Linked DNA regions of Mus musculus: regions 1, 3, 4, 5, 6 and 7 are each linked to region 2. A link is a contact called in public HiChIP or PLAC-seq and promoter capture Hi-C data. All regions are on one chromosome and are shown on one strand. Each heading gives the region's core, a stretch centred on a gene start, on an enhancer-like site or on the middle of the called end of the contact. The rest is flanking DNA. Distances are from core to core; before and after follow the strand shown. Region 1 overlaps Cep112 (centrosomal protein 112). Region 2 holds the start of Axin2 (axin 2). Region 3 has its middle 14 kb from the start of Gm39441. Region 4 overlaps Cep112 (centrosomal protein 112). Region 5 overlaps Cep112 (centrosomal protein 112). Region 6 overlaps Cep112 (centrosomal protein 112). Region 7 overlaps Cep112 (centrosomal protein 112).

Region 1 (3,516 bases), core at 55-2,554, 440 kb before region 2:
TCCTTCTAAAGTTCATGTATCTGATAAAGTGCTTATTAACCTTTCTGGAAACAAAACTCTAACTATTAGTCTACCAGAAGATACTAACTTAGGACAATTTGGCTAAAACCTGAATAATAAGAAGATATAAGCCAACAAAAGCAATTTGTAATTCAGTGTGCCTGCTAAAATGCTAAACAAAATAAAACATTAAAAGCCAGTTTTTACTAGAGAACATTCAGATATCTGTATTACTGGCTAGTTAAATTATCATATATTTTATTCTTGCTATTCAGTTTGCTTTGAACAACTGTGCAGATGTCCAGTGTTCACACGCTGCTGGAATCTCGTACTTGGGGCTGTGCCTTCTGTGTGCTCTCATCCACATCAGCATTTGCACATGAGTCTGGGGTAGCTTCCACGCTAGACATCCTTTTTGTGGCATTCATTCTTGATGCATTTTGAGAGAACAAGAGGTTTTCTGCAAGAGCATGAAAGAAGTCGGCTTTAAGACTGTTTACAGATTGCTCCATCCAAGTCCATGCTGCCTGCGAATTACAAAGTGGGAATCGTCAACTTCAAAGCACATCTGGCTGTTGTTACAAAATCAGAAAATAGATTGCTTATTTTCCCTAAATAGACTCAAGAGCATGCTTTCCTTTGACTATTTCCCAAACTCAGTGTATTACAAATGAAGAAGAACAGACATTGTTACCAGTTTTTACTGTTGCTTGTTGCTCTTATGAATTAGAATAGACATTTTTCTTTATTCTCTAGTTTGAAAAAATAATTCATAATAACAGAAGGCTTTAACTTCTTTACTTAATAGTTTTAAAGATGAAGGGTTGGAATAAGACTTACTTCTGTAGAGTTGAAATGCTGCGTTGTAATTAAGTAAACCAATATTTTGTGTCCTGCTTGTAAATGTAGAGTTGGGCAAAAATAAGTCACAGATGGTTTCCTTGGCTTTTGGTTTTAAATCTAAACTTAATTAGAGCTTGAGCGTCTTTGAGAATTGTTTTTTTCTTTTCCTGTTTCCCCTTGTACTTAATTTTGCTTCATGAGTTAGAGTTGGGTGTTTGTGTTGGTTTGTGTATGCCTTTGAAGGACTCGCTTTCTGTGTTCCCCAGATAAAGAATGCCAACTTTGTTTTCACAAATGGACTTTCAGACAGTAGGTATTGAGTCCTCTGTTGCTTCCTATAAGTTTGCTGCCTGTTCTGAAGAGCTGTGCCCCTGAAGTAGGCACCTCCTTCTCTGCACAGTGCTTTAGTCGCTCTGCCCCTGTGACAGGAAGTACACTGCTGTGACTCACCTGTCGGCCAGGAAAGCTTCCTGTCCTGAGCACTGAAGGCAGGCTTCCACACTGCAAGCCCAGCGTCACGGAGACTCTGTACTTACTAGCTAATTCTGTTGAGGTTTGGGGTCCTTATTTGTCTGTTTTCATGTAGATCTTGGAATTACTATTCTCTTTCTCTTCATTGTGATGTAGGCACTGGTGATAGGCGCTTTTCTTTTCTTCCATTGTTGGTCTATGTGGAGGATGAGGAGACAGATTTAAATTCAGACTGGTTACCAGTGCTTCTTCACAGGATCTAGTCTCTAGGTGAAGAAAATCATCGTGCACAGAATCATTGTGTACATTTTCCTGTTCTAGTGACTAAAATGCATGTATTCCTCAGATCTCGTCTGCTGTTATACTAGACTCTTTGCTATCTTAACATTTGTTTTTAAGTCAATTACCTCTGTTTCTTTAATTGATTATTTATCTTTCCCTCTTATGTCAAATTGAATTTAGATAGCTTCGCAATTATATAAAATTTAGCTTTTTGGAAATAAGCTAGGATTTTTGAAGATTTAATAAGTTGTATGTGAAAGTTTGTCACTTAATTGAGTATTGCAGGGTAAAAACCCTTTCTTTGGCCAGAGTCGTACTGTTCTTGTTCACTTTGTGATTATTAGTGTAGTAAATTGTGAGCACATGACATGAAGAAATTAGACTTTCTAGCAATGATTTTTAATTCTTATTTTATTTATAAATCAAATGATTGGTATAGAAATTTTAAAGAAGTTCCCATTAAGCAATTCAAGCAATACTTCATCGAAAGGCATTAAATATGTGCTAGGAAACAGAGATCCAAAGCTGAGGAGACGTTATCCTTGTACTCCATCTGTCCAAAGGTATGTGTAGAAACACACTGCTCAACAATTAAGGTTAGGTATGTCGGGGCCGTTTATGTGAACCCAGGATACGATAGAGCTGGGAAAAGGTGGGACCGAATGCATCTCCTCTCTCCCCTGCTTTGAGAATATCACTGGACACTGGAGTGGGTTTGAGAAAGAGACTGGGGAACTTGGCAATCACAGTCTTTGTTTTAGGATTCACTTTTTTTGTTGTTGAGAAAATGCAGTTTAGGTCATACAAAGAGATGAGCATCAGGTGGCACTGGCCTGGCAAGAGTTAATTTTCCTGGGGAGCCTCACTCTGAGCCAGCTAGTCTTGAAGATTGCATCTCCTGGCAGCTAGCGAGTGCTTTACAAGGTCAGAGGTTGTTCAGTGCCCCTGGAATGTAGATAAAGCTGGGGATGGTGAAGCTGAAAGACAGGCTAGGAGACTCGGAAAGGATGCTCTATCCTCATTGATGCTGTTAGTTACAGTCAAAGTGCCATGTCTCTAGCATATCTAGGATGTAGTGACTGAATTGAGATTTAAAGAATGAATCCATGTGTGCTTAGAAGGTTTGGGAGTAAAACAAGCAGTCAGAGGGCACAAGTCTGGCACTGTAAGTCATTGAGGCTTTGGGCAATGTGAAGTGTGTGGTGAGCATTAGATGAGACTGAGCGACTTAGGAGAGGGCCACATGAAATGCATATATGGCACTTCAAAAAATAAACAAAACATTAAATTATACAGAAGAAATTTTCACACAGAAAGATGTATTTTATTCAAACATCTCCAAATGTCTTTATTTTAATTTTTCAGATTGAAAATCCCCGGTACCTGAGACAGAAACCTCTCCCAGTTTCTCTGGTAGGTGGTGATTCCACTGGATTTTTTTTTTAGGGACAGCTAACTATAAATAAAATATGAAGTTTTAAAAACATAAGAAATGTCTTATTTATCAATTTCAATTCCACCTTCCGAAGCATAATTTAGTCTTGCTGCCTAGAAATTGAGTGCGTCACCCTTTTCTCCAAAGCTAACGTTACTTTGAAATGAGTTTCAGATACTGTATTAGCTTAGCTTTAAAGAGTCCGGGAACCGTCCTGAGAAGTTCAGAATAACTCTTCCTGGTTTTACAGATGACTCCCAAGGGCAGCCTGAGGAAGGCTAGCAGTCTTCATGATGACCATTTTCTCTCTCGAATGCACGAGAAAGAGGTAGGACTGTGCTGTTTCTCACACGCCTAAGATAACACAGTTGATCTTGTATAATGGTTTTCAGACTCTATGTAGACGTGATGCACAGGAGAAAGAGGTTTGTTATCTGGTCTCAAAACCAGACCATGCTGCAGACCAGGCTGGGTTTGTAGTTAAA
Region 2 (3,542 bases), core at 279-2,778:
TTCACAGCCGGGACTGCTGGCTTTAGAGAGGTCAGCTCTGGTTGCAAGGAAACCCAGGTACATTGACCATGGAGGAAGAGCAGGAGGATGAGACCCACCGGGCCTCCTTTCTAGGCTGTGGAATTTGAGGCCTAAGGTGTGTGAGCTCTCTGGCCCTTTGCTGCAGCCCGGGTTCTTTCTCCAGTAGAACATGGGGGACACTTTTCCCTCTTTGGACAGCCATGTTTCTTACCTGTTTCAAAGTCTCCAAAGCGGAATGTTCGCCCTCCCTTCAGAAGGCCAGGCCCTTGCTTCTCTCGGCTTTCCTCTCTTTGGATTACTTTGCCCTGGGCTCCGCTGTTGATATTTTGTTGCTGCTGTTGTGTTACTGCTTTGTCTCTGAGAGATTGAGCCTTAGGTAGCCCAGGCTGGCTTCCATTTTACTAAGTTGGTCTTGGAATTCTCATTCTATTGATTGGCTCTACCTTGGGGTGGCAGCCATGTGTCACCAACTCTGGCTTATGTGGTGCAGGGGTTGGGGCGGAACTGAGCGTTTGTGAAGTAAGAACTCTATCAGGCTACCTACTCACTTCCATTCCCCCCCCCCCCCCCCCCCCGCAAGTTTATCAGCTCATCCACGGGGAAATGCTCTACAACAACAGATGAATGAATAAGTGTTCTGAACTTATGGCATATTTTTTTAAGGCCCGTGCCTTATAAATATTTTGGGGAGAATGTGGAAAGGAATTCGAAGGTGACAGTGGGGTGAATTTTTAATACTTTAACACCGCGTATGTGTGGGAGGCATTCCACGGCTGTTTAATAAGTAACATATGGGATGGTGGCAGCCCTTTGGGAGAGTGTGGTGGGCACGGATTTGTTGGGGAAAGAGGTCCATGAGTGTGCAAGGAAGGTGCTGACTGATGTGTAAGGTTGCAATATTGGGGAACTGAGGTGCGCACCTTGATTCCACTGTGGAGACAAATTCACAACCGCCCATCTTCATCCAAACACAACTGTCCACAAACTATTTCTATATTAGTGCAAATAGATACTGGAGCACAAGTGCACACACACACACACACACACACACACACACACACACACACATACACACACATCATGCCTTCTGAGTCAGAGTACGCCCTAAGAATTGGCCAGCGGATCTAGCTCCTACCAGAAGGCTCTCCAAATTCCCAGGGAAATTTGAAAAAAGGTAGGAACGTGTTTGATTTGATGGAGGGGGGCGGGGGGGGGGCGGGTGCTTTATTGCAGTTCTTGCAATGGCCAGAGAGAAACTGGCATTCTAGAGCTGGAGAGCGCTAGGTAGGCAGGGGGAGGAGACATGAGCAGAGGCTGGAGAACTTGAAACATGAAATCAATCAGAACTCCGGCCGAGAACACCCCGGGGCCGCCAGCAGCCGGCGGGGGGCAGACGAGGGCCAAGGAAGGGTTAACGCGGGAGCTGAGTGTGCCACGGGGGCCGGGCCGGGGCGGGGCAGAGCGGGCGCGCGCTGTCCCTTTAAGGCGGGCGGCGCGCGGGCCGGCCGAGCGCCTCTGTGATTGGCGCGGCGGGATCACTGGCTCCCCGAGCCCGGCCCGGGGGAGTCGGCTGGAGCCGGCTGCGCTTTGATAAGGTCCTGGCAACTCAGTAACAGCCCAAGAACCGGGAAATAAAAATAAGCAGCCGTTCGCGATGGATTTCGGGGCCACCCGGAGGCCGAGGCGTCCGCCTCCCCAAAGGAGAGCTTTGCTGTAAAAGGTGGGGTCGGAGGCTCGGTCCCGTCGCAGCCGTTTCTAAGAAAGCTCCGTGCGGCCGGGGGCGGTTGGCAGCGGGGCGCGGGGCCGCGGGAGGGGGCGACCGGGAGCAGGCCGGGGTAGTAGAGGGGTGCGGATTGCACGGCCCCCCAAAAGGGGCGCTGGAGCGCGCTGGGCTGGCCCGGGTGCGGCTCGCATACCTCCCTTCCAGGACCGTGCGCTCGGCTCGCGCCTTTGAAGTGCACAGTTAAATCCACAGCGCAGTTTTTGTTGGAAGCGCCCGGAGGACATTTGGTGCGCCTAGTGACTGCTGGAAACAGGACCTGGGTTGAAAGCCGGCCGGGCGGGGGCCGGGGGCGGCCGCGGTGGGGGCGGAGGCCCACTCGGATCTTTTGCATAAAAGGGGCAGCGGGGCGCACGATCCCCCCCCCCAAAAAAAACCCGGCGCAGACCTCGGGATCGTTGTTTTCCGTGCACCCCCTCCTCCGCCTCCGCGAGACTCCTCATGTTCCCCACGCCCGGGCGGGCCCGGGGGGGCCCCGGGGCAGCCTCTGCGAGTCCAGCGGGGGACCCGGGCAGGGGCTCTGCCCGCGGCGCCTGCGAGGTCTCCGCAAGGAGTGCGCCAGCGGATCAATGGTGAGTGCCGAGGCCGCGGCGGTCCGGCGGCCGGCGCGCTTTGATGTGCGGGGCGGCGCTTTGAAGTTGGCAGGCCGGCTATTTCGGGGCGCGCTCCGGGCCCGCGCGGAGGGGAAGCGGCGGGCTCGGCGCCCAGCGCTCCGGGGGGTTTGGCCGGGCGGCCCTGCGCGCGGTGAGCTGGAGTCCCCTCCCCTGCGCGGGGTCCGGGGTGGCGGGGGGCCGGTCAGGGAGACTTCTCCAAGTGGCGTTGGGGACGGAGGCGGAGACGGGCAGCTCGCCCTCGGGGGTCGAGTCGCCGTGGGTGTGGATGAGTTGGGGTGTGCGTGTTCATGCGAGTGCTTTTGGAAGGTGGGATGAAAGGGTGGCGGCGCCCCCCGCTTGCCCTCCCCGCCCTTCCACCGCCCCCTCCCACTTCTTTCCCCACTAGTCTCCCCCTCCCATCCGCGGGTCCGCGCTTAGGTGCCGGGAGCGCTGGTGAAGGCTCAGTCTGAGGGTAGAACCGGCCAGAGCCCAGGGCGCTCCCGTCCCCCCGTTCCTCCTTGCCGCCCCTTTTGCGGAGAGGCCGAGACTCCGCGCGTCGCCATTTCTGGACTAGGCGGTTGCTTTCCGTGCCTTTTTCTGCGGGAACCTCTGCGAGGCTTGACACCAGGGAGTTACCCCCATCCGGGCTCCGGGGTCTCCGGCCTCGCTCCTGGTGGACGGCATACCGGGACTCTGGAGGCTTTCGTTTGCAGTTGGGCCGGGGAGGGACGGGACAGGAGGGGCTCAGAGGAGATGAGAGCCTGGCGGCCTTCATCTTCCAGGTAACGGCGCCTCGCCACCTTCTCTGCGCCCGGGTGCGCGGCACTGTCCGGCCCCACCACTTCGGGTTTGTGCCCAGCCTGGCGGCCTGAGCTCCGGGACTGGGGTGGGGTGCATCGACCCAGACCCGGGGTCTCGGGCAGCTGGCCTGGCGTCCCTCCCTGTACCCCGGCCCGCCCCTCCTTAGTTTGATCCTTCCCTGGCTAGGGAGAGAAGCTTGTTTATTGGTTAGATAAGACTTCTTTTCTTTTGGAGAAAGGACTGGCTTGGGATCAGTGTAGTTTGGGATTCTTGGCACAGGCAGTAGTAGCGTGAGAAGCCTTCTGATCCGGTTTTGTTGGGTTCGTGGCTCTAGGAGGTGGACTGGG
Region 3 (3,877 bases), core at 289-2,788, 390 kb after region 2:
TTTCCCTTCTCCAGTATTGTTTGCTTAGACAGGTGGGATGCCATGAGTAAGAGCAGTGAACGCAGTAAATGGCTTTGCTCTAAAATGCCAAGCAGCTCTTCAGTGGGTTTGCACACATTGGCAATCCATTACCCCAAATGAACTAATTTCACCACACTCTTTCTTGCATCAAATGCCACACATTACTACACCTGGACAGCTCTTCCCTCCACCAGACTCAGCAGTTATAAACTCACTCAAATTTCACTATTTTATAGAGCAGAAAATACAGATACAATAGTGCATAAAAGCTGGCTCACCTGAAACCATGACTCAACAGATGAGCCAACTGGAATTAGAGAAGGAAGTAGAGGGACCGCTGTGTGTGCTCGTGCCCAGGGTATGAAGAGAAAAAAAAACAGCTCAAGTATAGCACCAGCCTACATTCAATGTGAGGCTTCACAGATGAAACCATTCTAATACATCATCATCATCAGTTTTCCTGTGTGTTGCATGAAAAATACACTGTCTCAGAATATATGTATATGAGTATGTATACACACACACACACACACACACACACACACACACACACACGCTGAAGAGTTGACTCAGCTGCTAAGAGTACAGACTGCTCTTACAGAAGACTTGAGTTCCATCCCAGCACCCACATCAGGTGGCCCACAACCACGAATAACTCCAGCTCCAGGAGATCTGACAACCTCTTCAGGCCTCCAGGGCATCAGCACACACACACACTAAAATGTGATTTAAAAACACATGTGTACATACACAAATATATAATTAAATATTAAAATTAAAATATGTGTTGTATTGGCTAGTTTTGTGTCAACTTGACACAGCTGGAGTTATCACAGAGAAAGGAGCTTCAGTTGAGGAAATGCCTCCATGAGATCCAGCTGTAAGGCATTTTCTCAATTAGTGATCAAGGGGGAAAGGCCCCTTGTGGGTGGTGCCATCTCTGGGCTGGTAGTCTTGGTTCTATAAGAGAGCAGGCTGAGCAAGCCAGATGAAGCAAGCCAGTAAAGAACATCCCTCCATGGCCTTTGCATCAGCTCCTGCTTTCTGACCTGCTTGAGTTCCAGTCCTGCATCCTTTGGTGATCAACAGCAGTATGGAAATGTAAGCCGAATAAACCCCTTCCTCCCCAACTTGCTTCTTGGTCATGATGTTTGTGCAGGAATAGAAACCCTGACTAAGACACGTGTGCACATAAATAAATACATAATTTAAAATAAAAAGATTTTGGAAAAATATGTGTTCTATGCTGGGGGAGTAGGGGATAGGGAACTGTTGAAGATTTAGGTGGTGCCCTACTGTGCTCCGGTGTCTTCGTTGTTTTATTGTGTGTTGTTTTGTTTTGTTTTAAGCAGTAATGTCAGTGGTCTCCCATCCTCACTAGGTGGCTCTGTCAGCACCAAAGGTAAGGAGTCTCCCAAAAACTTGGCGGGCTCCCCGCTCCCTCCACTGGACCAAGGAGATGCAAAGACCTCCACACTCCTAGAGAGGACGCTTAGGCTCCTGCAGAGGATTTCCGCCCTCAGCTCACTTCCGGCCTCGCCCTACAGGCGCTGGTGCCCTGCGTTTACTCTATTCTTCATAGTGTCCTAAGGCTTTGCTAGGCTCTCTTGCCGGGGGCTGCGGGGCTCGCCTTTTCTGCGGAATTTGCTCCAGATGGGTGCAGGATTGGAGTGTGGCAAGGGAGCGCCACACCAGATTCCCTTTCTCTCGGGAGTGCCTTTCCTCCGGTACCCCAAGCTGTAGCCCTCTTTCCTGTCTGTAACCGCTCACTACCAGATGGGTTATAAAAAATCATAGTGACACTCAAATTTAAAAGAATGGGGCTTGGGGAGTGTGTGTGTGCATCTGAGACAAAGACTAGCTTGTCCATAAATAAATATCAAGTAACAATATACTCTAGTTGTGACTGGAAATGAGAGAGACAACTTGGGTTAATGAGGACGAGATCAGGTCCTGGAAGAATTATGCACACCTGAGATATGTCACAATGCCCTGGAGCTATAGGGGGATGCCAAATCCAAGGCTAGCTTAGGGAGCTGGTGAAGGTGTCATATCCAAGGTCTTGCCAAGAAAAAAAAAATGCAACCCCCATCACGTTGGGTTATTCAGCTAGAATATTTCCCTTGTTCCTAGTCCCCCAACAAGCAGCCGCTCACCACAGGTACCTAACCTTTGTGAACCTGAGTGTCTTCTATTTGAAATAAGACGATCTATTATCATACCCCAGCAAGTGAGACCGTACGGGGCTACATGTTTCTTTGTACACTGATAGACCTTCCGAGGGTTTATGAAGACACCTTGGAATGCTTTATGTAAAGAGGCTTTGCTGCAGTGTGGTCCTGAGAAGGGAACAAGAGATGAACCAGCAGTCCTGAAGTTTAAACTGGAGTCTCCACATAGTAACAATATGAAGACTCCTGGAAGACCTGAAGTAATTAGAACTTGCTCAACTTTGTTTAGTCTGCTGATCCCCAAGATTTTTCATCACAAACCTTTGAGCAAGACCTTATTATTATGGCTCCATGGTTTGGTTTGTTTTGTTTTGTTTTTCCAGGAACACATCTTGGAAGATGTTGGAATACAGAAATAAGTCACCCGGGCACTGTCCTGTGCAGAAGGCATTCATTCTCACCTCCCAAAAGGCATTTCACATCTACTTTTTTTGGAAATCATAAGGCTAGGTTCCCGTAAAGGTGGCTCCAAGTTTTATAAACATGTAAAAGAAAGTACCACAAGCCATAAAATATTTAGAAAAGGAAATGAGGGGCTGGAGAGATGGCCCAGCGATTAAGAGCACTTACTGCTCTTGCACATGATAGAAGGGCTCACAAACAGCTGCAACAACAGTTTCAGGGGATCTGCAGCTCTAAACAGGGCTTCTTGGCACTGCATGTGCATGGTGCACATACATACATACATACATACACATCTACAAAAGAAAAAGGAAATTAACAAAGTATCTTTGCTCCTCTTCCTCTAGGTCCTTCCTCCTATATACATCAGACAATAAATATCCAGTGTTATTAAGAAATATTTAATTGTTTGTGGAAAGAATGGAAATAATCATTGGGGGAGGGAGGGAGGGATGTGAGCCCGACCAGATGGAAATGCTGGGCTTGTAAATGAATCAACACAGAATTGTACTGAAGAAAATTCTAGAATAAACCCCACTTTTTTCAAGGATACAAGAAAACAAATGCTCCAGAAATAGTGGCACACACCTTTTATCCCAGCATTCAAGAGGCAGAAGCAGGTGGATCTCTATGAGTTTAAGGTCAGCCTGGTCTACAGAGTGAGTTCAAAGTTCCCTAGGGCTACACAAGAATATCCTGTTTGGAAGAGAGAGAGACGGGGGTGGGGGGAGAATATGAGAGAAAAAAATGAGAGAATCAGAATAAAGAGTCACGGCTCTAAGAAAGAAAAATCAGAAAGATGAAAATGTTTGGTCCAGCCCAATGAGGCTTTGATGGAACTGGGGAAAACAGTTCCAAGACAGTGCTATCACATGATTGTCGGCAGGAGACCTCAGTTTCTCACCATATGTTTGTCGTCATCAGAGTGCCTAAGCATCCTCCCAACACAGCAGCAGACTCAGCTAGAGAAGATGATAGAAAGAAGAGATGGAAAGAGAAGCTGTAATATCTTTTATAACCTAGCCTCAGAAGTCGTACCTCACTATTCCCATAGCCTAATGAGAAGGCATGAACATGGGGTCGAGGAGTCACTGGGAGCTGTCATGGAGGTTGATTATGTTAAGATGGTAAGTCAATTTGTAAATTTTTCAACATGAATCTTAAAGATTGTATACGTGATACAATGTGTTTTGATCATGTTCATCCCTCACTATTCACGTTTA
Region 4 (3,916 bases), core at 879-3,378, 310 kb before region 2:
CAATACAGAATAATTGGCTAGGCTATCAGAACCCTTTGGTTCCTGGGGTTAGAAAGATGCTGAGGTAATGTGGGAACAAACTATCACTAGATTGTAGAAGAGCTCAGCAATGTCATCCTGGGATGGTAGTGTTCCATGGAAGTCATCTTCATCCTCGGCCTCCTGACTTCTTTTCAGCCTCTCTTCCGCCCCAGGCCTTTGGGGTCAGAATGTAGGGATGACACCACTGTCGTATTCAAGACTGAATGTTCTTTAGTTATTATTCTTAGAGCTCTGATGGCTTATAAATATCTGATTTAATTGCCACCCTCTACAAGAAAACAAAAAACAAACAAAAAATCCGATCCTCTCTACTTCAGGCTAAAAGCTGCATCAGTCTTTGGGTATAAATATTTAGATGGCTGTCTGACTGCATGTTCAATAGTGGTGTGTTGCTTCCTTGGGCTCATGCCCTCAACAACTATAGGCTTCTGGCTTGATTTGTAGTATAAGGTATGTATAGTCTTGCTCATGGAACAGGGCTCACATCTAGTCATTGCAAACATGTACATGTGCGCGCACGCACACACACACACACACACACACACACACATATACAGGCCCTCCAACTTTCCATTGTGAATTGAGGAGGTACTCATGGAAGCTAATTGACTGCAAATGGTTGCTGAAGGAAGTGATGTCATTTCTCTAATGCAGGCGCGGGGACTAGGTGAGAAGAAGACAGGGCTCAGAAGGAGGGATTGGAGCACACCTGAGTAGTGGGGTGAACAGAACCACAATGCATTGTATGTATGTATGAAACCTGTAAGATCAAGGAAGGGTAAGCAGTTGGGCATCACTCATTACTAGGGCCTCATCCCTATTTCTTGCCATATGTCCTTTCAAGGGAAGTATTCTATAATTCTTCCGTTGTAGTTTCAGGTTATTTGGTTACTTATTTTGCTTCCTATCAATTTTGAGTCGTACCTATTTTTCCAAATTTTCAAAGACCTCAGTAGAATGTTCTATGCCTCCCTCTACTTCTCTTCATTGTAAAATATGTTTAGAGAATTTTGATTAACATTTTAAATTTTATTATAGTGATAATTGATACTATAACACTGAGTAGAAATAATAATGCATCCAAGAACTAAAGATTTTCTAGTTCAATAATTAATACAGTTAGCTGCTGAAAATCTGCTCTAATAATGCTCACTTTAGTTTCCCTTTTCTTTTGGGATTAATATTATACTTGTATAAATCACAGAATAAAACATATGCATTTATTTTAGATAATAAAAACCTTTTTCCTTTACTACTTGGTATACTTAGAATATACTATAAATGTGTACTATTTATCTCTTTACTAATACATTGAAATAATATATGGACAAACATCCAAATTTTAAGTAAATTTGATGCAAAACATATTTTCTATATTATTTATGTAGTATTGTAACATAATCATAAGTGTGTAGGTTCAAGAATTAGCATACATTTATTTTAAATAATATAACACATTTATGAACAATTATAAATTTATTATTGGTTTCCCAACTCTAAAGTCACAATAAAAATATTTTAAAACATATGTTCTAATCTAAAAGCAAACTTAATTTGTTTTTTTATTCTTATTTGCAATTAGGGAATTAAAACTTTAAAATTCATAGAAAAATTACTTCTGAGATTTAGTGTTGTGTGCATTCCTGGAGAAATGACTGCTATAGCTTTAAGATAAGGTAGTCTGGTGATTCATTGCAGGAAACAAGATCGATTTGGAGCAGACTCCTACTGTTAGCTTTTTTGAAGATGAATTCTCACGCTGAAAATAACACAACATATTCTAAATAACAGCACCCCCACACACACACCCTGAAATCCACCAAAACTGAAGAAAAATCCAAGTGACTGTTCTTAGCAGCTGTGTGGCCTGGAGTTCACTGGGGAAGCTGGCTTCCTGCAGTCCCCTATTCATCACCTGCTTCAAAGACAGCCTGGCTGGCTATAGTTTGCAGGCCAGGTAGGGTGCCATTGTGCACAGTCTGGGAGGATTAGTATCAAAGCTGCGGCAACCAGGCCCTTGGTCTCAGGCTGCCATTCAGTCTAGCAGGGAGAGGCTAAGACTGGCCAAGGTCACAGTCTCCAGTGTGGAGTGGACTGGGAAAGGATCCTGAGAATAGAATGCTTTTTATGAAATCATGGCGCAGGCTTGCGGCACAGCAGGTGCCCTTCTGGAAGACATAACATCTGTTTATGTTGGTGTGCCGAGCTGACAACGAGATAATAGAGCTTTGAAATTTATCATTTTATTTTTAAAAGACAACTGTATATACAATAATCCAGATGCGTATTTAGCTCAGATCTTTTATGGGGAAATAATAAAGGGAACTGATCGACTTAATTGTTGCTTTTTACATGTTTATATTCCAGCAGAAAGCAAGGCATACTGACTAGTAACCGTTTACAGCCATTGCTGATCAGTAATGCCTAGTTCTTGGGGAGGAAATACCTAGTATTCAACATCAATTTTTTCAGTGTTCAGACATTAGTGTCAACAGATTGCAAAGGATTTCCTGAATATGCCAAGCATATTGAATATTAGGGGTTTTAGATAAAATGCTCCCCATCAAATGAATGTATTTTAAGGGTGAGGTAATAATGACGCAAAAATAAAATTTTCAACTTGGACAAATTAGAGGAAAATTAAGCTGTACATGAGTTGTCATGACGACAAGGATGTTCTGTTGATGAACTGTCCTCCTCATTGTCCAATCAGATAGTAGAGCTGAAGCTGGAGCATGAACAGGAGAAGACGCACCTATTACAGCAGCACAGCGCAGAGAAGGATAGCCTAGTCCGAGACCATGATCGGGAAATTGAAAACCTGGAGAAACAGCTTCGCGCTGCCAATATGGAGCACGAAAATCAAATTCAAGAGTCCAAGAAACGAGATGCTCAGGTAATTATCAATAATATTTGCTAAAACGGGTGTCTATCTTAAAAAGTCATCAGCGTTTCATGTTTTCTTATTCTTCTTGATGCACGCTGTTTGATCATTTGCAAAACTGACATATAAATGTGATTTTTTTTGTTTTCTCCCCCCGCCCCACCCCCTGTTTGGAGGATGAATAAGGCTTTAACTACAGAAACCACAGGTAGCCAGATTAAAAATCCCATGGCGCGCTATAACTTGGTCCCTTTTTTTATAATCTTGTCTCAGTTCCTTTCATGATTTTTTTTAAAGGTATGCCCCTTACCCCTCCCCTCAGCCTTAGAAAATCCCTAAGAAATATATTAGCCTCACCCCTGGCTTTTTGTTTTAATCTCTGAAGGCAATCAAGTAGCTGCTTTCATATTTGCTTCTCCTGCCTATTGTTGTTTTTCTCCATGAGACTCTATGTTTGATTACCTTACTTGGATGATAATTGATAAAAATGACTCCAGAGAAGTGCTCTTTCTCATCAGGTCTGTTGCTTTTTCCTGCACACACACACACACACACACACACACACACACACACACACACACACACACACACAAGCCTCCTAGCCTCCATCTCTGTAGTCCCTGTTGGAAGCCATTTGGCAGAATAACCCCCAGCTGTGGTAGCATTTGACTCTTCAAACTTATGGATGAAATGTGCACTGTCAGCATGGAAAATTATCTTTATAAATTTCAGATGAAAAAAATCTTATTGGGTATGTATCTTTGTGGTACAATACATTCTTTAGGGTATATATAATCAAGGGCCTTTAGTATAGCCTCTTGAGCAGATTGCTGTGAAATTTTATTAAAGAAAAATGTAAGAGCAATTGACAACAATAAAAAGATAATTTTCTTTTCTAATAAAACCATATCATCTAGTGGGTCTAAAGACCTCTTTTGCCACTGAAATCCAAGCATGCTAACCACACTAGAAGCAACCCTGGTTATCCTT
Region 5 (4,032 bases), core at 581-3,080, 390 kb before region 2:
TTTATGAACAGCTTCAAGTTCAGTTGTTAATCACACCAACATTAAAGCTCTAGTTTTGTACTCTGTTGGGGGAGGGAAGATTCTCATTGACTGAATCTCTCTTATGAACAACCTGATTTTTTATTTCTATAAGTTTGAAACAGTTGGGCCTTACACTGCATTCCTGTGTATCATCCATGCTATAAGAACTTCAGACCTGCAATCCAAACCGTAAAACAGTCACAGCATTGACTACTTACAGCTTGCACAACCTTAAATGTATTTTAGTATTCCTATTATTATCAGTAGTAACTAAAGCTTTTAATACTTTAGACAACAATTGATAGATTTGTGACTGCTATCTCAGTTCTGAAATTGTCTGCTATAAGACAGAGAAGGTAAAAGTAGTTGAAATAACAAAGGTTTTATTGATTTTTTTTTTCAAGACAGGGTTTCTCTGTATAGTCCTGGATGTCCTGGAACTCACTCTGTAGACCAGGCTGGCTTCGAACTCAGAAATCCACCTGTCTCTGCCTCCCAAGTGCTGGGATTAAAGGCATGCGCCACCACCGCCCGACTTTTATTGATATTTTTGTTACTACTTATTTTTAATACTTGCCAAATGAATCCACTTGTAAAATATAATAGAAAATGAGGTTTACCCTTTCATTAATATCTATGTAAGTTAAAGCTAACCCTGGCGTGTATTGTAGCATTCTCAAGTCACATTGCAAGCCATCATTTTTGTCCCTCTAGTTGCTTAATTGATATTCTTTAAATGTGTCTACTGGGACAGTGCATCATGTTAGGTGATAGGGTGAGGCTAGGAGCTGTTAGTCTCTGCTTTCCAAGAGATGTACAGGATAAAGAGTGTGTTGTGACTTACAAAAAAAAAAAAAAGGATTTCCTCTGATGTATATTGATCTGTTTGTGTGCTTTTTATAATTGTAATTATTATTATTTTTCTGGATTTTTTGAGATAGGGTTTCTCTGTGTAGCCCTGGCTGTCCTGGAACTCACTCTGTAGACCAGGCTAGACTCAAACTCAGAAATTCCACCTGCTTCTGCCTCCCAAGTGCTGGGATTAAAGGCATGCACCACTACTGCCCAGCTTGTAATTATTTTCTTACTCCTGCAGTTTTATTATAATTCATTATAACGTGTTTAGTATATTTATATCTATAAAACAGTATCTAAACAGGAATATGAAATGTCTATAAGTGCAGCTTTTCATTCTCTATTGCTGAGAAATGCAGTTTCCTAAATATTTTGCTTGTGTGTGTGTGTGTGAGAGAGAGAGAGAGAGGGGAGGGAGGGAGAGAGAGAGAGAGAGAGAGAGAGAGAGGGAGAGAGAGAGAGAGAGAGAGAGAGAGAGAGACTGACTGATTGATTACTGGAAGCCGTAAGCCCTCTCCATTGTGTAAGGAAGGTACTGGGTTAGCCTGGGTTTACTATTCATCGTTGTTCCCTGGGTAGCCCTCTGGCTCCTCTTCCATTATGGACTTCTTTCTGGCCTCTTGTTCTGCTGCTGTGATGTGTGCCAGTTCTCTCATGTGCTGGCCTAAGGAACAGGATAGGCCGTTGTCTAGAGCAAGACACACTGAGAACTGTCCTGTAGAGAGAGACCCAGATAGCCTTTGCTTTTACTGAATTCTTTACTGTATTTTAGCCACCAAATAATCTAAGGTTCTGCTGTCAGCCTTTCTCCCTGTGGAATAGACAAAAGGAAGGAAACATGAGAATTTGCTTTGTAACTGGAGCTTAGGGCAGAAGCCCACTTTGCAGCAGCCATGGAAGTTAGGCTTTGCTACCTTCCAACACACTACCGAGCCAAGGAGTAGTGAAAAGCAGAGAAAGGGGATTCAATCCATGGAGCAGAAAATGTGGCTCAGTGACCAGAAGTCCTATCTTCTGTGAATGGATGTGAGCTTTAGGTTTAAATGGAGAAAGGATTAGGGTGGAGGGCAAGTGCCCTGCATAGATGAAGCAGTTTTGGTCAAGCTGTGGTCTGCTTGATGAGTATCTCAGTTCTAGGTCTGCACTGCAATCTAAGCAGTTTTGATTGTTGAGGGGACAAGCTGATTCCTGGAAATGCCTGTTCTGCTCCAGGTTATGGCTTCACTAGAGAGGATAACTCCACACTAGAGTGGATAACTCCACACTAGAGAGGATAACTCCACACTAGAGAGGATAACTCCACACTAGAGTGGATAACTCCACACTAGAGAGGATAACTCCACACTAGAGAGGATAACTCCACACTAGAGAGGATAACTCCACACTAGAGAGGATAACTCCACACTAGAGTGGATAACTCCACACTAGAGAGGATAACTCCACACTAGAGAGGATAACTCCACACTAGAGAGGATAACTCCACACTAGAGAGGATAACTCCACACTAGAGAGGATAACTCCACACTAGAGAGGATAACTCCACACTAGAGAGGATAACTCCACACTAGAGAGGATAACTCCACAGTAGAGAGGATAACTCCACAGTAGAGAGGATAACTCCACACTAGAGAGGATAACTCCACACTAGAGAGGATAACTCCACACTAGAGAGGATAACTCCACACTAGAGAGGATAACTCCACACTAGAGAGGATAACTCCACACTAGAGAGGATAACTCCACACTAGAGAGGATAACTCCACAGTAGAGAGGATAACTCCACAGTAGAGAGGATAACTCCACACTAGAGAGGATAACTCCACACTAGAGAGGATAACTCCACACTAGAGAGGATAACTCCACAGTAGAGAGGATAACTCCACACTAGAGAGGATAACTCCACACTAGAGAGGATAACTCCACACTAGAGAGGATAACTCCACACTAGAGAGGATAACTCCACAGTAGAGAGGATAACTCCACAGTAGAGAGGATAACTCCACAGTAGAGAGGATAACTCCACACTAGAGAGGATAACTCCACAGTAGAGAGGATAACTCCACAGTAGAGAGGATAACTCCACACTAGAGAGGATAACTCCACACTAGAGAGGATAACTCCACACTAGAGAGGATAACTCCACACTAGAGAGGATAACTCCACACTAGAGAGGATAACTCCACACTAGAGAGGATAACTCCACACTAGAGAGGATAACTCCACAGTAGAGAGGATAACTCCACAGTAGAGAGGATAACTCCACACTAGAGAGGATAACTCCACACTAGAGAGGATAACTCCACACTAGAGAGGATAACTCCACAGTAGAGAGGATAACTCCACACTAGAGAGGATAACTCCACACTAGAGAGGATAACTCCACACTAGAGAGGATAACTCCACACTAGAGAGGATAACTCCACAGTAGAGAGGATAACTCCACAGTAGAGAGGATAACTCCACAGTAGAGAGGATAACTCCACACTAGAGAGGATAACTCCACAGTAGAGAGGATAACTCCACAGTAGAGAGGATAACTCCACACTAGAGAGGATAACTCCACACTAGAGAGGATAACTCCACAGTAGAGAGGATAACTCCACAGTAGAGAGGATAACTCCACACTAGAGTGGATAACTCCCCTCTTTGAAAGTGCTTGGTCCTGCTAGGCTCTGCTCTCCTTGGAGTCCAAGGTTCAGAACAATGACTGGAGACTATTTAGCTCTACTGTGGGGTCTAGAGCAAGGACAGTGAAAAGGAGACAGTAAGATCCCTCAGTTCTTCTTTTTGTGCTTTTCAGCTTGAAAGGGAGGGAAGTAAGTTAGGGAGCACTGGCGCCTAGGTAGATTTTTCTTGAGTGGTGAACCATGACTACTGCAGAAGTAAATGAGTGACCCCCTGAAGTAAAGGAGACAGATGCAAAACTGGAGATGGGAGGCCAGGCTTTCATCTTGCCTTCAGTTACCTTGTGAGTTCAAGTGGGGGTCAATGCATTCTTTTTAGAAAGGCAATGTCTACGTGCCTGTTAAAATTTCATTTTTATCAGTAACCTACTGGCCATTCCTGTTGTAGTCCACCTCTGAAAGGAGATCTAAAACCTCTTTATTAGGCATTGCAACAGCAGTTATTCATCTTCCATGAGCTGTCAATTGGCCT
Region 6 (4,039 bases), core at 1,521-4,020, 330 kb before region 2:
CTCTTCTTCACAACACTCTGCATTCAGTTAATGCTGAGTGCCCATAGATTAAGGGTAAGGCCATCCACTGGAACATCATCAGCTCACAGAGACTGCATATAAAGGAAACAGGTGTTCTCTTCCCTAGCAGCACCGACTCTCATTAGGTCCCACGATGGAATATTGACTGGTTTTATCTTGTGCAGGAAACCACAGCTGCTATGATCTCATTTATGCAGCAGAAGACACTGAATTGTTGTAGTCTTCCCTGACTTATGGCTTGTACAGTCTTTCTACCCTCTTTCTGCAATGTTACTTGAGCTTTGTGAATAGGTAGTATGACATATATTTCCACGTATAGGTGAGCCATCCACCAACACTCGTTCTCTGAAGTTTGACCAGTTATGAGTCTCTTTATTAACTGCAGCCCACTATGCAAAGATGCTTCTCTGATGAAGACTAAGAGCTGCACTAATCTATTGCTATAGAGATACATATTTGGAAGGTAATAGTAGTAGTCTTCACCTTAGGGGCCTTTGAACTCTCCAGCTATAGGTTCTTGGCCAGATTAACAGTAACAGCTATGAGTTTCCTTCTGTGGAGTGGACCAGAAAGTACTTGGCTACCCCATAACATACACGCCACTATTGAGATATGGACATATCTTGCCATGCCAGTTCAGTCATAGAGTGGGGTCTGACTGTGGAACCATTATTTTAATAACCTTACCCATACATAAAATGAGGTAGCCATCAAATGTAGATAGTTAGAGGTGACAGGTAGCATTTGGAGATTTGCTTTTGGAAATACTATGTCTATTGGATCACTCCTCAGACCATCTCTGTTCTGCACTATGCCAGGCTCCAGTTTCCAACTCCACCACACCTTCCAGACCACTGTTAGAGTCCATGTGCTTACCTTCTTCTTCTCATGTCTCTCTGAGCTGAGGGAGCTCACACAGGGCCCTAAGTAGTGCATGCTTCTGGTATCCTGTTACTTTTTCACATTCCATCTCCGTGGCCTGATTTCAAGAGAAGTACTTGCCAAGCCTGAGTTGCTGGGTGGGGTTAATTCACACTTTTGAATACTAATAGTGATGACACAAGCAGGATGTTCTTTTGGTTGTCTGTTGTTGAAGGAATGGTTTCTATTACATAGAGTTTCCAAGTAGAATCAGATTTCCGAGATAAGAAAGCACCATTTGTATGAGTACTAAGGGATTCCATGTGTGATGGAAACCTTACAGCTAGCTCTTTCACACATCAATCAAGTGATTTTTACTGGGGGACTTGAATAAATGTTAAACAAAATGTTAAAGTATATATGGAAATACATGCTAGATTAGAATCTCCCATTCAGGATTATCAATTATATAAATTGTATGTGGCTTGTATAGATTAAATCCTACAGGAGAATAAAGCAGATTTGTCTAGGACTTAGGTTTTTAATCTCTATTTAGCCAGGCATATAAACAATTATTTATTTAGCTTTCTGCTACTTTTTTCTTTTTTACCTGTGTAGGTTTGTGGTGTGCATGGATATGCATACAGTTTGTGCATATATGTGGAAATGCCTGTGTATGGGTGCAGAGGTTTGAGGTTGATATCAGAGGTCACCCTTAATGACTCTGCCACCTTATTGGTTGAGGCAGGCTCTGTCAATCAAATTGCAGCTTGCTGTTATGGTTAGTTGTGCTAACCAGCATCCTCTGGGGACCTTCTGACTTATTCTGAGGCTTTAGTCATGGCTACTACCTCCACCCAACATTATTGAGGTTCTAAAGATACAAACTCTGCTCTTCCTACTTGTGGGGCAAGCATGTCAAGCACTGAGCCTTCTTCCAAGCCATACTTGCTGGCATTTGCACCTATCTGTTGACCGGGTCTGTGTGTTTCAATGTTTGTGTATCTAGCTATGTATATGTATCTTAAAAGAGTTAAAAGACAATTTCCTAGCACCTTTCTAAATATTTGGTAAGTATGATAAAGCACATTTCTATCCTAAATTATATAACTTTGTAATTGTACAACCTAGATTGTGCATGTCATATTACTGATGAAGTAATGGTGCACAGCACTTTACTGGAGAAAGACCAGTTACTTTTTATAACTGTAGTTGATGGAAAATGCTATGTGATCATACATTGTCCATTCTTCCTTTTTCCTAGAACCAGTTCTCATTTAGGGAATCAGTAGTCATGCATTTAAAGACACTTCTGTCATAGAAAGTGGTTAATATTTAATGCACTTCAAAGAAATAAGATGCAAATAGGGCAATTAAGTTGCTACTGACAGGAATTTAGGCTTCCAGAAGTTCAAGAGGGGAAAGGGTTTGTTTTGGCTTACAGTTTGAGGCACAGTCCATCACTGTGGGGAAGGTGTGGCAGCAGGCAGCTAAGTCACCTGACCATATTGTGTCCTCAGAGTACAGAGGAACAGAAATGCTGGTGCTCAGCTTGGGTTCTCCCTTTCTTCCTGTTTATTTAATCTGGGACCCCAGCCTGGGAGATGATTTTACCCACACTGAGGGTGGGTCTCCTCAGTCAGTCCCTGTATAGTATCATTACAGACATGCACAGAAGTATGTCTTTTAGGTGATTCCAAGCCTATAACGTTGACAATAAGGATAGATCATCATACTCTGGCTTAAAAGAGGACTCTGAGCTAAGTCATGCCCCTTTCCTTCTCTCCTTTCCTTCACCTTCTGCCCTCCCCTTCCCAGATGTCCAGAACTAAAGAGATCATTTTGCAACTGCCAGGGCAATGTTGAAACGCAGCAGCTGTGACCCTGACAGCTTTGACCTCCTGTAGATGGTTACTCTTGACCTTTCTTACATTGGGAAACAATTAAGTTCCAGAGTACACTGCTGAAGCCCTGGGCACCTGGGTTTTCTCTAAAGTATCCCTTCCTTTGGCAAGGAATAAGTCTGAGGACCCTGTCAGGAAGATCCCAGCGGCCTTCGCCACTTCTAGTTCTTGCTTCCGCGTGCAGAAAGGCATGCATGCATGCAGTCCTGCTCCTGCTCCTGGGTGGGCTGCCAGACTGCATCCTTGGTTTTTCTTGAAGCCAGAGATACACAATAAAGGAGCTCTTGTTTCCCTTTGGTTTTGTTTGAAGTGAATGGAATTTGGAATGATGATGTGTGAGGAAGCAGAATCCTTTGTAGTTATGGCAACTGAGAACTCTAGTTTTAGATAAGCTTTCTACGGCTTGTTTTCTATTCTGCTTAAATTGCAGAGGAGGAATGGAGTGGGGTTTGGCATTCTCGGTCAGTGTTAATTTAAAGTGAAAAATATTTCATTTTTACTTACTAGCCATTGTCATTTACTTTGGTTTTTCTTTCTTTTTTATTGGATATTTTATTGATTTACATTTCAGATGTTATCCCCTTTCCCGGTCCCCACCCCTTGTGGAAACCCCCTGTTCCATTCCCCTTTCCCCTCCTTCTTTGAGGGTGTTCCTCCACCCACCTACCCACTTCCGCGTCCCTGCCCTGGCATTCCCCTACACTGGGGCATAGAGCCCTCACAGGACCAAGGGCCTCTCCTCCCATTGATGCCCAACAAAGCCATCCTTTGCTACATATGCAGCTAGAGTCATGGATCCCTCCATGTATGCTCTTTGGTTTGTGGTTTAGTCCTTGGGAGCTCTGGTGGTTTGGTGGGTTGATATAGTTGTTCTTCCTATGGGGTTGCAAACCCCTTCAGCTCCTTCAGCCCTTTCTCTAGCTCCTTCATTGGGGACCCCATGCTCAGTCCAATGGTTGGCTTTGAGCATCCACCTCTATATTTGTCAGGCTCTGGCAGAGCCTCTCAGGAGATAGCTATAACAGGCTCCTGTCAGCGAACACTTCTTGACATCCACAATAGTGTCTGGGTTTGGTGTCTGTATAAGGGATGGATCCTCAGATGGTACAATCTCTAGATGGCCTTTTCTTCAGTCTCTGTTCCACACTTTGTCTCTGCATTTTCTCCCGTGAATATTTTGTTCCCCCTTCTAGAAGGACTGAAGCATCCACACTTTGGTCTTCCTTCTTGAGCGTCATGTGGTCTTTGAATTG
Region 7 (3,906 bases), core at 283-2,782, 370 kb before region 2:
AAATTATCTTTTGATCTGATGTTAATTTTAGTAGTGTTGTTCCTCCTGATAAATCGAAGGAGGGATTAGAAATGAGTTAGCAGAGAAGAGAGCTGCCTCATCAAAAGGAATTAATATTTCAAGAACATGAATTGTATGACATGCTAATGTCCAAGCAAGAGGTCAGGAGTATAGCAAACAGACATGACTGCCTGGAAGAAGACTTTTGTCAGATAATTATAAACAATAGATAAAAAAGTTAAGTATGCCTAGCATTCAAAAATACGCTTTTATTTTCTCATTGAATTTCCTTTATTTTTTCCTAAATCATAGCTCTTGAAGTTGGGTGTCATGAAAGTTAATGATGGTTCTTTACAATTGGTAACTGTTAAATTTTTTTTTTTTTTTTTTTTTTTTTTTTTTTTTCTTTCCATTTTTTATTAGGTATTTAGCTCATTTACGGTAACTGTTAAATTTTAATCCTCTAATTTTTATTACCTGGTATAAAATTTATTCATTTTAATTGTAGAATACACAAATGTCAAGGAACTTTGAAGAAACTTCAGTAATTTAAACCATATATCTCTGTTCTTAGTGAAAAATGAAAACACCCCAAAGGAGGTTTTATGTGGAGTAAACGAGGTCTGGAAATGGTCTGTATTGAGACCTAATGGCCTTTTGATGTCTGATTCTTTGATTTTGCCTTTTCTTTTTAAAGGGGTGCTATGTGATTATAATTAGAAACATTTCAAGTTCTTTACTTGGAGAGCTAATTGTTCCTTAGCTCACGCCATGATGACTAATGGTTCACTTCTAAATGGTAGTAGTGTTTGAAATGATTCCTAAAGAGATTCACCATGGTAAGCGAAGAATGCTTCAGTTCTTCATGAAGGCTTTATCATGTCTATAAGTGTACTCATTTATTTTGCAGTTGTGGCTCTCTTGTGTATATTTGTTACATATTAAACAGGCTTTATTTTAATAATTTCTAACTAATTTGTTGTGACTATTAGTTTGCTCTTTTGCAACTAGAATTAAGTCTATTTTAAGTTTGGCGATAAACCTAAATTATTAAAAGTCATAATGAGAATATACATTAATAGGTGGATAATGGTTATTCAATTTTGTATTAATATAATCATTTGTAATAGCTAGAGAAAACCTATCCATATAATTTAGTAAGTTCCCAAAATCTGAGCATAATTTTCTTCTTACAAATAGCTCTCTTGAATACCAGTGTGGTGGTAAAGGGGGCCCAGCTGTTCTCTCTTCTCCACTCTGCTGGAGCATCTGAAACCAGTTTAGATCCAGAGCAGTCAGAGCTTGCAGTTTATTGTAAACATTCCTTAGCCCCAGTGAGCATGCTGACTTAACCCTCCCTCTGCGAAACACAATGTGAAGCCTGCAGAGGAGAGCAATATGTGACCGCCGTGCTTCAAGCAGAGAAAAATGTATTTTCTGTTAAGTGGTTCTTTGTAGAAATGTCATCATAGAACACTCCATTTCTTCTCCTGAGGACACATGGAGTGTGATGGTCAGGAAGCCTCTCACTGAACTGACAGACATTTGGAGCACTGTCTCACACAGTGAGCTCAAAGTGTAACCTGAGATCCTCTTAGCCCTGTGAGACGCTTTCTTTAGAATTCAGCAAACTCATTTTAAAGCAGCTTATATATTTAGCTTCTTGAGTTTTATTACACTTACAATTCCACTTTTCCAGTGAAATGTGGTGAAGTAAACATGATTGGGGGAGTGAAATCCACTAACAATGTAAAGCCTTACTTCATTTAGTGTTTACAGTAAACACAATACTTTAATACCAAGTCTTCAAAAGACTCCTGTGTGGCTGTGTGTGATCTGCTAGGAGAGGTGGAGTTTCAGAAATGAAGCAACTTGCCCAGCATCTCATAAATGATGTGTTCCTGAGCTGAGCTTCGTACCTGGGCCTTCTGAGTCTAAATCTCCTATCCAGAAAAAAAAAAGTTAAATTTTACTTTCTCTGTCACCAAAGTTTTTTTTTTTTAATTATTTAATTTTTTTTTTTATTTATTTTTAATTTGCCTGTTGTTGTTGTTCGAGGCAGGGTTTCTCTATGTAGCCTTAACTGGTTCAGAACTTAGGTAGCCCAGTTGACTCATCTTGCAAATGATCTTACTTTCCTTTCCTTCCAAATACTAGGATTCTATTCTAGGCTTGAGTTACCACTCTAACCTTGACAAAATAGTTTTCCTTTTGTACTTTCTAAATGACTTGACTCAAATTGTTTATGTGTGTCCATTAACCCCCATGTGAGTCTGTGCACTCCATTCTCTCCTACAGCATACACACACACCTCCCTTTTCTGCTATGATTATTGGGCCTAGATTGGTTTCCTGATCCAAAGGGGACCAGTTTGTTTTCCCCTGAGATTCAAAGACCTTATATTGTTGATATACTTCTAGGATTATCAACTTTGCACGGGTTTGACTCATTTGTCTCTTTTGTTAACCACCGAGTCAGGTACTATGGAAATTTGAAATCTAAAAAACTGGTAGACTAAAGCAAACAAATTCAGAAGCTGAAAACCTGAGAAGTTACTGTGTTAGCTATTATTTTTGTTTTTGTGATAAAATAGATAAGAACTTAAGGGAGACAAGTTGTTTTGGCTCATGGTTTGAAGGTGTAGTCTATTATGATTGTCGCAAACAGGAGGCTGCTTGCTGCATCTGGATAGAACAAGTGCCAGTGAAAGGGGAATTCCGGCGTTCTGCTTTCTCTCTTTTCCACCTTTATTTAGTCCGGATGCCCAGCCAGATTAAAGTTGAGTCTTCCCTTCTTTGTTGAGCATCTCTGAGAAACTCCCAGTGGTTTCTTCTAGGAGATTATAAATCTTGTCATATTGGCAAGAAAGACTAACTTTCCCAGTTATCATGATGAAGTTTCGTGAGTCAACAGCCAATATGGACTCTAGTCAAACTGAAGTTTTCAGCAGTTGTGTTGATGTAAGGGAACTGGGCAAATGCAGTGGGAAACAGAAAGTCTATGACACACGGGTGTAGATGGGGAGCCTAATGTGCCATGTCAAGAGAGTCTTTTCTGAGACCTTGACTCTTCCTAATATACAGGCATGTTACTCAGCTACTGTGAGTGTGGGGTAGACTACCTGTGGTCTATATACTGTAATTGCCACATACATTACTTTTTAAAGGGAAAGAATGAAAGTGAATTTTATTTTCCTTCCTTATTGAAACTATCACAGATTATGAAAGTATCATATCACATCAAAGTATGAATTACTATGGGGATAGTTTAATTCTGTAGACTCTTTAGGAAGTTCTAAGTTAGATCATTTATAAATAAAATTAGCTTATTGCCATGTAATTGAGAACATGTTAGTATTTTGTTTTGTTTCACCAGCAGTTATAAAGTCTTAAAACTTGTGTAAAATCTTAAAATTTTGTAACATTTTTAATTTAGAAAAGATTAGAGGTTAATATATAACACCTTTTTTCCCTGTTAAATTCAGAACTCGTTTTGGAGAAGGTCAGGAGTGTCTCCACATGAGGCTAAGTGTACTCACGAGCCCACGCTCAGAGCTTCCCTAAGAGACCATGCACTGAGGACAGGCCAGGCCTGAGCAGAGAGGAAAGGAGCTGAACACAGTTCCTCTTATTTCCTCCAAAGTTAAGGGTTGTTAGTCTGTGTGAAAAGAAATGCAGGGAACTTTTCTTGCTGAAGGAGTCAAAGTGCTTATTGTGTGGGCAATTTATTTAATATGGGAAAAATTGCAAACATCCAATGCACATGTTCACATATAACTAATGTTAATGGTTTATAACTTTCATATATTTTAATATAAGAAAAAATGTCATCAGGCTATATCTTTTCTTTTTCTCCAGAAATAAACATTTTTCTTCTTAACATTTTATAAGTCTGCCATGTTTGTGA

The links. Promoter capture Hi-C pulls out the DNA fragments that hold promoters and counts their contacts. HiChIP or PLAC-seq counts read pairs in DNA pulled down with a chosen protein or histone mark.
Region 1: an H3K27ac HiChIP or PLAC-seq map of epiblast stem cells shows a contact between it and region 2, with 6 times the contacts expected there. The contact joins the enhancer-like site here to the promoter of Axin2 in region 2. A contact is called at or near these places in 7 of 39 promoter capture datasets (the 3T3-L1 cell line, the SN4741 cell line, cancer-associated fibroblasts and 4 more), 1 of 484 Hi-C or Micro-C datasets (nephron progenitors), 20 of 115 datasets of contacts at active chromatin or transcription factors (T-cell acute lymphoblastic leukemia, bone marrow-derived macrophages, cardiomyocytes and 15 more) and 1 of 9 other capture datasets (embryonic stem cells).
Region 3: an H3K4me3 HiChIP or PLAC-seq map of embryonic limb bud shows a contact between it and region 2, with 3 times the contacts expected there. The contact joins the enhancer-like site here to the promoter of Axin2 in region 2. A contact is called at or near these places in 1 of 484 Hi-C or Micro-C datasets (CD4 T cells) and 5 of 115 datasets of contacts at active chromatin or transcription factors (astrocytes, embryonic limb bud, embryonic stem cells and 2 more).
Region 4: an H3K4me3 HiChIP or PLAC-seq map of forebrain shows a contact between it and region 2, with 6 times the contacts expected there. The contact joins the enhancer-like site here to the promoter of Axin2 in region 2. A contact is called at or near these places in 5 of 39 promoter capture datasets (cranial neural crest, hippocampal neurons, liver and 2 more), 3 of 484 Hi-C or Micro-C datasets (cerebral cortex, forebrain and myocytes), 19 of 115 datasets of contacts at active chromatin or transcription factors (SST interneurons, T-cell acute lymphoblastic leukemia, craniofacial prominence and 14 more) and 1 of 9 other capture datasets (adipose tissue).
Region 5: an H3K4me3 HiChIP or PLAC-seq map of craniofacial prominence shows a contact between it and region 2, with 5 times the contacts expected there. The contact joins the enhancer-like site here to the promoter of Axin2 in region 2. A contact is called at or near these places in 5 of 39 promoter capture datasets (cranial neural crest, frontonasal cranial neural crest, hippocampal neurons and 2 more), 13 of 115 datasets of contacts at active chromatin or transcription factors (T-cell acute lymphoblastic leukemia, craniofacial prominence, embryonic forebrain and 10 more) and 1 of 9 other capture datasets (adipose tissue).
Region 6: a promoter capture Hi-C map of second pharyngeal arch cranial neural crest shows a contact between it and region 2, with 3 times the contacts expected there. The contact joins the enhancer-like site here to the promoter of Axin2 in region 2. A contact is called at or near these places in 5 of 39 promoter capture datasets (cranial neural crest, frontonasal cranial neural crest, hippocampal neurons and 2 more), 1 of 484 Hi-C or Micro-C datasets (nephron progenitors) and 17 of 115 datasets of contacts at active chromatin or transcription factors (SST interneurons, astrocytes, craniofacial prominence and 12 more).
Region 7: a contact with region 2 is called in an H3K4me3 HiChIP or PLAC-seq map of embryonic limb bud, with 5 times the contacts expected there. The contact joins the enhancer-like site here to the promoter of Axin2 in region 2. A contact is called at or near these places in 3 of 39 promoter capture datasets (cranial neural crest, hippocampal neurons and maxillary cranial neural crest), 2 of 484 Hi-C or Micro-C datasets (myocytes and uterus), 17 of 115 datasets of contacts at active chromatin or transcription factors (T-cell acute lymphoblastic leukemia, astrocytes, cardiomyocytes and 12 more) and 1 of 9 other capture datasets (adipose tissue).

What each region holds. Positions count from the first base shown.
Region 1 is chr11:108,483,632-108,487,147 of GRCm38.p6, forward strand. It overlaps Cep112 (centrosomal protein 112), which reads left to right. Exons shown (of 27, transcript NM_001373899.1): 7 at 2,962-3,009; 8 at 3,282-3,359. Among named protein-coding and RNA genes, the nearest start is that of Cep112, 60 kb to the left of the region's middle. Within about 2 kb of position 1,305, at least 11 of the 459 cell types and tissues checked have an H3K27ac peak or open chromatin away from gene starts, as enhancers often do. A contact at or near this core is called in epiblast stem cells, where this site is marked.
Region 2 is chr11:108,918,821-108,922,362 of GRCm38.p6, forward strand. Axin2 (axin 2) reads left to right here and starts at 1,529. Exons shown (of 11, transcript NM_015732.4): 1 at 1,529-1,741.
Region 3 is chr11:109,310,788-109,314,664 of GRCm38.p6, forward strand. No RefSeq gene overlaps it. Among named protein-coding and RNA genes, the nearest start is that of Gm39441, 14 kb to the left of the region's middle. Within about 2 kb of position 1,539, at least 258 of the 459 cell types and tissues checked have an H3K27ac peak or open chromatin away from gene starts, as enhancers often do. A contact at or near this core is called in astrocytes, embryonic limb bud and memory CD8 T cells, where this site is marked.
Region 4 is chr11:108,603,458-108,607,373 of GRCm38.p6, forward strand. Cep112 (centrosomal protein 112) reads left to right here. Exons shown (of 27, transcript NM_001373899.1): 20 at 2,756-2,938. Among named protein-coding and RNA genes, the nearest start is that of Gm51924, 35 kb to the left of the region's middle. Within about 2 kb of position 2,129, at least 33 of the 459 cell types and tissues checked have an H3K27ac peak or open chromatin away from gene starts, as enhancers often do. A contact at or near this core is called in SST interneurons, differentiating embryonic stem cells, embryonic forebrain and 2 more, where this site is marked.
Region 5 is chr11:108,523,526-108,527,557 of GRCm38.p6, forward strand. All of the region lies in intron 16 of Cep112 (centrosomal protein 112), which reads left to right. Among named protein-coding and RNA genes, the nearest start is that of Gm51924, 45 kb to the right of the region's middle. Within about 2 kb of position 1,831, at least 1 of the 459 cell types and tissues checked has an H3K27ac peak or open chromatin away from gene starts, as enhancers often do.
Region 6 is chr11:108,583,936-108,587,974 of GRCm38.p6, forward strand. The region is part of intron 18 of Cep112 (centrosomal protein 112); the gene reads left to right. Among named protein-coding and RNA genes, the nearest start is that of Gm51924, 16 kb to the left of the region's middle. Within about 2 kb of position 2,771, at least 14 of the 459 cell types and tissues checked have an H3K27ac peak or open chromatin away from gene starts, as enhancers often do. A contact at or near this core is called in neural tube and second pharyngeal arch cranial neural crest, where this site is marked.
Region 7 is chr11:108,551,874-108,555,779 of GRCm38.p6, forward strand. The region is part of intron 17 of Cep112 (centrosomal protein 112); the gene reads left to right. Among named protein-coding and RNA genes, the nearest start is that of Gm51924, 16 kb to the right of the region's middle. Within about 2 kb of position 1,533, at least 35 of the 459 cell types and tissues checked have an H3K27ac peak or open chromatin away from gene starts, as enhancers often do. A contact at or near this core is called in craniofacial prominence, embryonic limb bud and neural tube, where this site is marked.